Linked DNA regions of Acanthopagrus latus: region 1 is linked to region 2. The links are chromatin contacts, called in public Hi-C maps. All regions are on one chromosome and are shown on one strand. Each heading gives the region's core, a stretch centred on a gene start, on an enhancer-like site or on the middle of the called end of the contact. The rest is flanking DNA. Distances are from core to core; before and after follow the strand shown. Region 1 holds the start of fscn2a (fascin-2a). Region 2 holds the start of otop2 (proton channel OTOP2).

Evidence for each region. A called contact is a pair of places that touch in the nucleus more often than the background predicts.
Region 1: a contact with region 2 is called in a Hi-C map of muscle, with 3 times the contacts expected there. The contact joins the promoter of fscn2a here to the promoter of otop2 in region 2. A contact is called at or near these places in 2 of 4 Hi-C or Micro-C datasets (both in muscle).

Annotation. Positions count from the first base shown.
Region 1 is chr23:13,998,021-14,003,163 of fAcaLat1.1, forward strand. It overlaps fscn2a (fascin-2a), which reads left to right and starts at 2,820. Exons shown (of 5, transcript XM_037088813.1): 1 at 2,820-3,875. The coding sequence starts at 3,053.
Region 2 is chr23:13,860,497-13,865,930 of fAcaLat1.1, forward strand. otop2 (proton channel OTOP2) reads left to right here and starts at 1,542. Exons shown (of 7, transcript XM_037089252.1): 1 at 1,542-1,780; 2 at 2,210-2,595; 3 at 2,668-2,804; 4 at 2,909-2,967; 5 at 3,038-3,162; 6 at 3,255-4,063; 7 at 4,160-4,448. The coding sequence starts at 1,728. The coding sequence ends at 4,330. amn (protein amnionless) reads right to left here and starts at 1,006. Exons shown (of 1, transcript XM_037089255.1): 1 at 1-1,006.

The DNA.
Region 1 (5,143 bases), core at 1,570-4,069, 140 kb after region 2:
TGGGTTGTTGCAGGAATGGATGGGCCAGACGGACAGGGGAGGGATAGTCTCCTTGTCAGTAGCTTTCACAGAAACAGCCATTCACAGCAGCGTAGAGAGACTTATGCATTGGAGGATTTCAATTATATCAGAATCATGTGTTTGAAATATTCTCCGGATTGGTTTGCAAAACAAACAGCCAGCAGCAGTGATGATACAGCAGTTTGACAGCTGCACTTTCCCCGGTAAACACACCAACCTCTTTGACATACAGCTCAAAATCAAAATAAATCCAATTAGGTGCTGACATAATCCTGACTTTATTTCCTTGTTGGAGTCAAGCCTCATAACGACCAGATCCCAAACTTGTGTTTTGCAATTCAGTAATGTCCTTTGTTAGACTCTCCCTGTCACATCTTTCATATTCCAAGTGATTTTTACAGATATGGTCTCCAAACCCAAACCAAGATAACGCAAGTGGTTGTTAATAAACAAAGCTGGATATATGAATGGAAAAATGGTTGGATTTGGGATCCTGCAGTAGCCTAGATTTAACATTTTATTACATTCATTTAGACCTCTTTTAATAGTATCACTTAATTCACATGTAATTTTAAACCATCATTGTGCACTGGTACAAGGCGATGCTGCCACCTAGTGCGCACAGGGTGAAAACACATGGACAATTATGTATACTACAGGTTTTGCAAGGCCTTTGAATCACACAATTTAAGGCAAGTAAGAGCAGAATAGCCAGTGTTTTTATTATGGGACAACAAGAGTTTATTCTTAGTGTAGATTACTGTTACTGTAAAAAGTGTGATTTTTGCTCGCTCAGGTTTTGAGACTTTACCCAAACGATGACAAAACCTGAATTAGACTTATTACTTGTGACTGAGTAGGAAAAGTAGGAGATCAGAGTTGTTTCAAATGACAGTTAAGAATCAACAGAATCTCACCTAAAGAAGCTGGGAGGTAATGTAAGAGATGTTGTAAGACATTTGAGTTAATGGATCAAAAAGTAGCCTGAGGAACACATATCAAGATTGTGATGTCAGTAGTGTATATTGTAGTACTTTGTAGGAACTCACATAGTTCAGTATGTTTCAGTAAGCTTTACTTATACATCAACTTTGCTGAGAGAACAGCCGCCATCATAGAGACATAGATACACAATATCATTTCAAGTATATGGATAACACATTCACAATGTTGCACTTCGTCGTTCCCATGAAAGTAGTAACATAAAAAAAAAAAAAAGCTAGAGTTTAAATCTTGGTTCCTTTCTCACCTCTGCACACGGACCTGTGTGCAGTCAGTGTGAATGCTGAATTGTCAGTTTTGGAAAGTTACAGAAACCATCAGACACAGCCTGATGTCGGAAAGGTGTGGTTGGCACAGTTTCAGCATGTGGCTTTCAACACATAGGAGCGAAGGCTCTATTCAAATGTCAGAGCTCCACACCCTGTGTGACAGTGATTTAAACACTGAGAATTTAATTCCAGCAGAAGAGACAACGTGCCATAGCAACTTAACACACATCAACATCACACATGTTTCTGCCTCGCACACAGCTTCTTTTTGGCTTTGGGATATTACCAACCTTTGTCCTTATTACCGTTAGAGCGTTAACCCCCTTTAGTGGTCTGGGATCACTATGCTAATCACTCTTAACTGTCAAGGCTAATAGATGAGAGCTCTTGCCTTTAAAGATTACCGAGTAGAAATAAAACCCTAAGGATTTTTGCTTCGTGCTATAGTTAAATCACACAGTTGTGTGGTTTTGGTAGTTACAGTATGTTCTTCTTGGCATTACCCTCAACATCCCCAGTCAAGGGAGTGGTAATGCTCTTACAAAGGTTCACCTTAGCACACTGTGACAAAGGTCATGTGGCATTGAGTTTGTCCTCCATTATCAATTGCCTGACAGAATAACAAAGATGGGCCTAAAAGGATTAGAAAGAAGAGGGTTAAGAATAAACAAAGGTGAAAGTGGAGAAAAGGCAAATGGGCAGCACATTCAAATGTGTGTCATTCAAATTCCTCTTTGCTTAGCTCACAGACTTCACAAATAACAATATCTCTGAAGACTTGCAGCAAACAGAACGTTGCTATGTAGCTTCTTCTGGACCTGCATGTGGCAAACTGGGATAATAACCTTCATAAAGGAACCTTTGTACTACTTTGAGAATTAAGACTATGCTTCTAAATCAGCCAACCATGCACATTACCCCTGGTCCAGGGCAGTGTGAAAGAAGCTTTTTGTGAATACAGTTCTAATCTTAACACCAAGCCTTTAACAAGCACAAAGCTTCCTCGTGGATAGGAAATGTTATTCAGAGGGTGTTTATGTGTTTACACAAACTGAATGATGATAAACTCAGTTAGTCTCATGATAAAAATCTGTTCTGAAAAGGGAAGCTCAAAAGAGAAGGAGAAGCAGTGGGGAGCAACCAAAAGCACCTTTCCTCTCTGGACATTTTCCAATTAGGCTGTGGCTCGCCAGCAGATCAAAGCTAGGATAATCCCAGGGCCTGGATGGCATGGCCACTAGTATATGGACCTAAATATGAGGGTAACAACCAATGGGTAGTCAGGCTGACAAGTTAGTGTGCCACTGTGAGATGCAAAGGGTTAAGGAGAGAAGGAAGAGGTGAGAGAAAGGGAAAGATACGGAGGAGCAAGAGAATGAATTGGACCGAGTGTGTGCCGGAGAAGGAGAGGGAGGAGGGGAAGTTTGCGGTTGGTGCACGGGTGTGTGACGTCAGCGGCTTGTTGGATTGAGGTGCTGTGTCCTGCTGATTTTAATCCTAACTCATTAAGGAACAGAGAGCAAGTGCCTGTGGAAACTCTCTGGGGGAACAGAGAAAGTGACAGGAGAAGGAAGGACTGCTACACATTTCATCAAGGAAGATCAGTGGAGCTAATTTACAGCTTGAGCGACAAAAAGGGGGGAGAATTCAAGCATTTTTATTTTTGCTTTTCAGTCACATGCCTGCTATCCCTCATTACCCTTTCCCTTGTCAGTCCTAAACCTCTTCGCGTGCAACCTTTGCGTGTGGCCTGTTCAGGCATGCCCCCAAACGGAATTAACAGGGCCCTGAAGCTGCAGTTTGGCCTCATCAACTATGAGAACCGCTACCTGACGGCTGAGGCGTTCGGCTTCAAGGTGAACGCCTCGGCCATCAGCATGAAGAAGAAACAGATCTGGACCTTGGAGCAGGACGAGCAGGATGGCCAGGTAGTGTTCCTCCGAAGCCACCTAGGACGCTATCTGGCCTCTGACAAAGATGGGAAGATCACATGTGGGGCAGAGAAGCCTGACCCCGAATGCCGTTTCCTTATCGTGCCCCAGTCTGATGGTCGCTGGGCGCTTCAATCGGAGCCTTTCCTGCGTTACTTTGGAGGCTCGGCCGACTACCTCTCCTGCTTTGCTCAAGCCATCGGGGAGCAAGAGCTGTGGGCTGTCCACTTGGCTCTACACCCACAGGCTAGCCTGCTGAGCGTGGCTCGTAAGCGCTATGCCCATCTGTCTGCCTCAGATGGAGAGATCTCAGTGGACAGCAACATTCCCTGGGGGGTGGACTCCCTCGTCACCTTGGTATACCTGGACGGCAAGTACAGCCTGAAGACCTGCGACAGCCGTTTCCTCAGCAATGATGGCAAACTGGTCAAGGAGAACACCAACGCAACCAGCTTCACATTGGAGCTGAAGTCTGGCAAGCTGGCCTTTAAGGACTGTGATGGGAAATACCTGACACCGGTGGGTCCCACAGGAACGCTGCGATCTGGCAGATGCTCCAAGCCCGGAAAAGATGAGCTGTTCGATCTAGAGGAGAGTCATCCACAAGTAGTCTTTCAAGCCGCCAATAAAAGATTTGTCTCAGTCAAGCAAGGTAATCAGCATCCAGTCTTGAAAAAAAGAGCTTATTTTCTTATAAATACACCTCTTTATGTAGGCAAGAGTTTGATATTTACAAAGTTGTATACAGGGAAATGAGTTTGAATGCAGCACTTATAGTCCAAGGAGGAAATGTAACACTGAAACAAATTTAATTGATGAATGTAATAGTGGTAAAAGAATGGGATTTGATAGTTTGTCAGTACATTTGAAATAAACTATTCAAAATCAGGTATGGTAAACATGCCATCATGGTAACGATAGTAAAATAGGGCTAACTTGTGAGCTAAACATGGCTAGAACTCCTTGCAGAGACTCCATGCTATGCTCACACTTATCAAAATATAGTATTGTCCTCCACTATGATTTTGCATTAGTATGCTCTCTGTGCACTTTACCACAATGTTAACATGGTAGACCAAGATAACATTTTTTTCTATGATGCTAGCTTTAGGTATTGTGGTTAGCTAAGAGTTTAGCCTTAGCCTGTACAGTAGAGTTCACAGACTGCCATTGGACAACTTCATACACCTTTTTCCTGAATCAAGCAGTTCAGAATTTTGTGAACAAAAGTGAATATTTTATGATTATGAACCAGGCAAAAAAGCTTATCTGTAACATTCATCAGCTCATATGAGAAAGCATGGCCTTTCCTGTCTACACGGTGGCTCCAGACTGGCTGACAGTCAAACTGTAGAGGTAATTGTGGTAATGGGCTTTGTCATTTCCACTGTGTGTCCCTTGAAGATTAAGTAGCGTGCAAATAACTGTAGGGCAGGTCTGTGCCCCAAGGGTGTTGATCACCATCATTGGTCTTTAAGCCTTGCGGCTACTCGTTCTTTACCGTCAGCCATTGACTCACGGTTTCCAAATTGTGTGCCATTGTCCACGATGGCAATGAGTAGCAGCCAGGCCTTATCAGACGGATCGGTTACACGGTCTATTGTCAGCCTGCGTGATGCTGCGTCTGCTTTGCCTGGTATAATTATTTTAGAAAACAATGTTGGAGGACGAGAGCTAATTCTGTTGTGGCTTTTTAAAGCATTGAAATTAAATTAGAAATAAAAAAAAAAAAACAGATGTCACAAACCAAGGCTCTACTGACGTACATATAAACTAGTAGAACAATGCACATGCAGTACTAGAGCTGACAAATGACGTCCTCAAACGTACTTGAGACTACAGTCATCATTACGTATACGAATAAATAAAAGTCAAGGAAATACCTCCATCCTCAGAATAAAGGGCAAAGAATTACATTTT
Region 2 (5,434 bases), core at 292-2,791:
AAAGCTCATGAACAAACATTATTTACTCACCCCCATTCTTGATGGAGAGTCAACACTTTTACGGAGCTTTGCAACAAAACAGCTTTGCAGCATTGTTCTGAGCTCCATGAATGTTTCGTGGAGTACAAAATTTCCCCTGACTTTCCACCAGCAAGAAAATGACTGAATTTTCAAGTTTTTAACTTATTCTTTAAAGTTCTGTGGCTGGCAGATGTGGGCAGGGACACAGTTTGCTTTTCAGAAAGGACAATCTCTGAGGAAACTTTGCAGAGGCTTTAACTAGGAACTGTGAAATACTGTTTAACAATGCATAGATTATGTTTTTAAAGGGGCAGTATGTAGGATTTTTTGTCAAAATTGTCAAAACTTTTGTGAAAAAGCATCAGTTCTGACCTCACAATGTTAGTGTTCTATATTGCATAGATAGCTACTGAAGTTAGCATGCTAACCAGCTAGCCCTTGCTCGTCCTGGTCTGAAGCTCCAGTGCAGGCGGCGCATTAAACTAATTCAAACTATTGTTTAAATGGCATACTCTGACATACAGATGTCTGTAAATCAATAAACCAAGCATTTCTTATATCACACCTTTCAAACAAATCAAAATGCAATTCAGAGAACTTTACAAGATATTTAAAAGGACAAGAAAACAAAAAGGGGGTTTAAAGGCTAATGCACACCAATGGTAATGAAATCATTGGTTTAAAGATTATGATAATAAAGGGCTATGATACGGCAAAATAAATCAGAACAAGTGTGAACATTAAAATCATAAAATTATAAGACACTACATGAACATCAGACTGAACATAATTTTTTATTTGCATATAAAAGTATCAATATTTCCAGCTCCTCTCAGATGCTCCGGGCAGCTGCTCCACTGACTTGAGCGAAGAAAGAAAATATAATAACTCCACCCATTACTTATTAACATCATCATGAAATCCAGTTACAGATATAAAACTGAATTAAACATGAAATTTTACAGCTCTAAAATGTCTATTAGGATCAGAGAAAAATGTAGCTGGAATATACTTTTTAAATTGTTTGCTTTTTATTGTTTTATTATTAAATATATTAATATTAATATTATTATTATTTATTTTATTTATCTCAGTCTCTCGTGAATTAGCGGGAAAACTGCTTGTCTGCATGTGTAGATCAGTTAGCCTATTGGATTTTATGATTGTGTCAAGTCATCATGGAGCAACGTTTGACTCAGCAAAGGCTCTCCAAATAAAAGCAGCAGTCCTTATTCAGTGAACTGGCAGATGGCTTTAAGTATATATATGTATATATCCATAACACATAACACACATGATACACACACATACACACGCATGCCCTCATTGAACCTGATCCATGGTCTCCTCGCCACATGCTGGTGGAGAAAGGCCTCAGTATGATGTTTACACAGAACAACAATAAAACGCATGGTCACATGGGAACTGACGTGGAGCCGTCCCTGACATGTTGGAGGTACGCAAGTGATCAGCTGAAACTAATTAACACCCGTTTGTCTTTAATTACTTCACCTTGTGCAGGGAGCCAGCTTTCCCTTCAGTCTGACCCGCACAGAGGAGAAGAGCTGCTCTGTTCTCTGATTTTTTAAAAAACAAAAACCCTCTTTTGTTTATAGAATTTCATCTTTATCATGATTTAGATAGACCCAGGTGTGTCAGGGGCCATTTTCCCGTCGTTCTGTCTCCTTCTGCTCGGTGGAGACATCATGAAAACTGTGGCGCAAAAGATATTTTGGCCCCGCAACAAACGTTTGTCCAGGTAAGACTGTGTTGATGCACTTTCTCTGGTGAGAATTTGAGAGTCACTTTTTAAGCCATCTGTGCAGCTATATTAATGAAGACTATGCAGGAGCGGTTCTAAGATCAGTGGAGATCTGGGGTTTGTCCTGAAATCTTAGTCAGGGGGCGCAGTTGGATTGATAAATATTGCAGTAACACTGACCTCTACGTGAGTCATTTATCCCTTAAAGGTCACTTACAGTTAACTGTCAGAAAAAAGTTCTTGACTATTTAAACACATACTCTTAAGCCTATGCCTTGATTCAAAGTTTTTCTTGAAGCAGTCAGAGGTTTATATTCAATTATTTGTATTAATTACATTTAGCAGCAGGCTAATTTAAGACAAAAATAAAATGTTACATCTGAGATACATGTGAGACAAGCACGGTCCTTTTTTTTTTTTAAATAGGAAAACACCAAATGATGCCATGGAGGCTCATCCATCCAACATTGAGACAGCAGCACAGATGGACAACATCCAACACCTGCCCACTCCTCCCTGTGTGGCCAGAGACAGCTCTCACCATTTGGAGGCAGTCATGGAGCGGGCCCACCACGGGGGAGGATGGCTGCTGTCTGGCATCATCTGCATCAACATCCTGATCCTGGGCTGCGCCCTGGTCAGTGGCAGCGCCTTCAACAGCGTGGCCATCACTGCTGTGCACAGGCAGATCTTCCTCATCATCCTCCTCCTCCTCACGATGACGTGGATGCTGTTTTACTCAGCCGTCACCGCTCGAAAGGATCAGGCGATCTTGTTCAAAGATAGCCACGCAGGGCCCGTGTGGCTCCGAGGTGAGAACCTTGACTTTCTGGGTTCTGGATGAGTCACTTTTGAGGTTTAATCACCTCGTGTTTATATTTCAGCTGGACTTCTGCTGTTCGGGATTCTCAGTCTCATCATGGACATCTTCAAGATTGCCACCTACGTGGGCTACCTCCACTGTGACTCTGCTGTTAAAGTCGCCTTCCCTGTCGTGCAGGCTGTATTTTTGCTCGTCCAGGTCACATTATAAGCCCATCACATTTTTTTGTCCTGCATGATGCAGTCTTATCTGCACTCTATATAAGAGTTTGGAAAATGTAACCAAACCTTTCCTGTTTTTAGACGTACTTCCTGTGGATTCATGCGAAGGACTGTGTGCAGCTACAAACAAATTTTACAAGGTAAAATGTTCTCTTCACTCAGAAGATGCATCTTGAATCTTGCAGGACACTCATGTTTTCACTCCTCCAGGTGTGGGCTCACTCTGATGCTGTCAACCAACCTGGTGGTGTGGATGGCAGCTGTGACCGAGGAATCCATTCATCAAACGGAGATTCCTGAGCTGAACCTCAATATCTCACACAAGATGTACAGAGGTAACATGGCAAAGTTTGCACTTCTGATCAGATCAATTCACGTATTTGTACTTTTTTTTTTTTTCTTGTCAAATTTGCCCTCTCCATTTCAGCCCAGTTTGGCAATAAGAAGTGCAAATGCAGCCACTCGGCATGTGACACCTTCAAGGAGGCCTTCTACTACCTGTACCCCTTCAACATCGAATACAGCCTCTTTGCCTCGGCCATGGCCTACGTCATGTGGAAAAACGTCGGTCGTCTCGTGGAGGATCACAGCCACCACAGCGTGAAGTTCCGGCCAAAGGACGTGTGTTTGGGGCCTCTAACGGGAATCCTCCTGGTGGTGGCGGGACTCGTCACCTTCATACTGTACGAGGTGTACATTCTTAAAGAGGACGAGGGGTACAGAAACGACGGCCTGCTGATTCATTTCATCATGAACATAGTGATAGTGAGCATGATGTCCCTCTCCACTGTGATCGGCTGCATCGTCTACAGGCTGGACCACAGGGAGCACGTGTCGGAGAAGAACCCCACCCGCAGCCTGGACGTGGGGCTGCTGGTCGGCGCCTCCATGGGACAGTTCATCATCAGCTACTTCACCATTGTGGCCGTGGTGGCAACGGGAGCCAGAGGGCACCTGAACGCCCTCAACCTGTCCTGGGCCGTGTTGACGGTGCTCCAGCTCGGCCTGCAGAACTACTTCATCATCGAGGGCCTCCACCGGGAGCCCTACCACGTGATGCGGGAGGCAGCTCTGCACAGTAACGCCCATGTTTTGCCAGAGCACACTGAGATGAGCGTTGTTATGGACAGCAATAAGTCCACCTACTTCCTGACTCCAAGTCTCGATGACAAGCTGAGTTGGAAGAGAAGAGTGCTGAAGGAAGTCTGTGCCTTTCTGCTGCTTGCTAACGTAATTGTAAGTTGCCTTCATTTCAATTGCAACGAAACGGTTTACAAATATGTTTTTCCTGTTGGAATGTAACCTGCTTATTCACTCCTCCTGTATCCACAGCTGTGGATCATGCCTGCCTTTGGTGCTCGTCCCCAGTTCGATCATCCCCTCGAGATACATTTTTACAAGTTCTCGATGTGGGCCGCCATCGTCAATATCGGACTTCCTTTTGGAATCTTCTACCGCATGCACTCTGTCGCCAGTCTCTTTGAGGTGTACGTCATCTCTTAGATGCACTTATTGTTAACATGAGGAGTAAAAAATTTTATGCTTATTTTTATTATGAAATGTTTAATGTTTTACATTTTTAACTTAAAATAAATGTGATTTGTTTTCATGGCTGTTCTAACATTTAAATTCCTGTGTTAACATGTTGAGGTTTTATAACACATTTGGTCTCTTTTTAGTTAATTAAAAGTCAGAGGTTGGAGATCTGAAACCAAGGCTGCGTTCCAGTCCTTGTCGGAGGTCTGATCTTTCTGACATCAAAGTTAAGAAAAAAAAATGTCTTTGGCATTTATGCGCCTGAGTGAAACCTCGACAGTGCAGCCTCCTTACATGTATAAATGAAATGGCAGAGGGAAATGATACGAGTTAACAGATGCCAAGATGCATTTTATCTCAACTTTTCAGACTTTGAAATGGATCTAAATATTCAATGAATTCACCATGTTGTTTTAAAAATGCATTGTATTCCCTCCCCAATGGGTGCTGCCATTCATGTTACAACAGGCTACTGATTCTCAATGAAATGAGGATGATAGATTTGCCCTGATGGAACAAGAGGGAATTCCTGACTTTGCGCTGAGATTTCTAGTAGGAAGTTGAAAATCTTCCAGGTCCGTGTTCAGGGTACCTACTTGTTCACAGGTTGAGTGAAGCTATGAATGAATAAATTGTTTCCATTTTGAATTCTTAAGTTTTTAGAGGCCTTAAGGTGTAAAACTAATAAAAATATCACTCTGAAATGACAATGAGACGAAACAGTCTTGTCTCATGCAGACATGATGCCGATAATGTTCGATTGTAACCTGCAGTTTGAGTTTATTTGCAACCTTCACACTACAACAGCTGCCATTTGAGGCTCAATAACATCCATAGCCATGTTTGTGTGACACAGAAAAAGGTGTCAGCTGGTTTTGCATTGTTGCAGTGTAAATGTTCCTTTTAAAGTCAAAGCTTTCAGCTGACTGAATGCTGGAAAGGGACAAGGAGCCATCTAGTGATCATTGTTTCTATTGCGTTAAACAGAGTGGATAGAGTAGAGACCTCACAGGGCAAATAAAGTTAAATGTAATGTGTGTGTGTGTTTTTTTATTTTTTTTTTTATATATA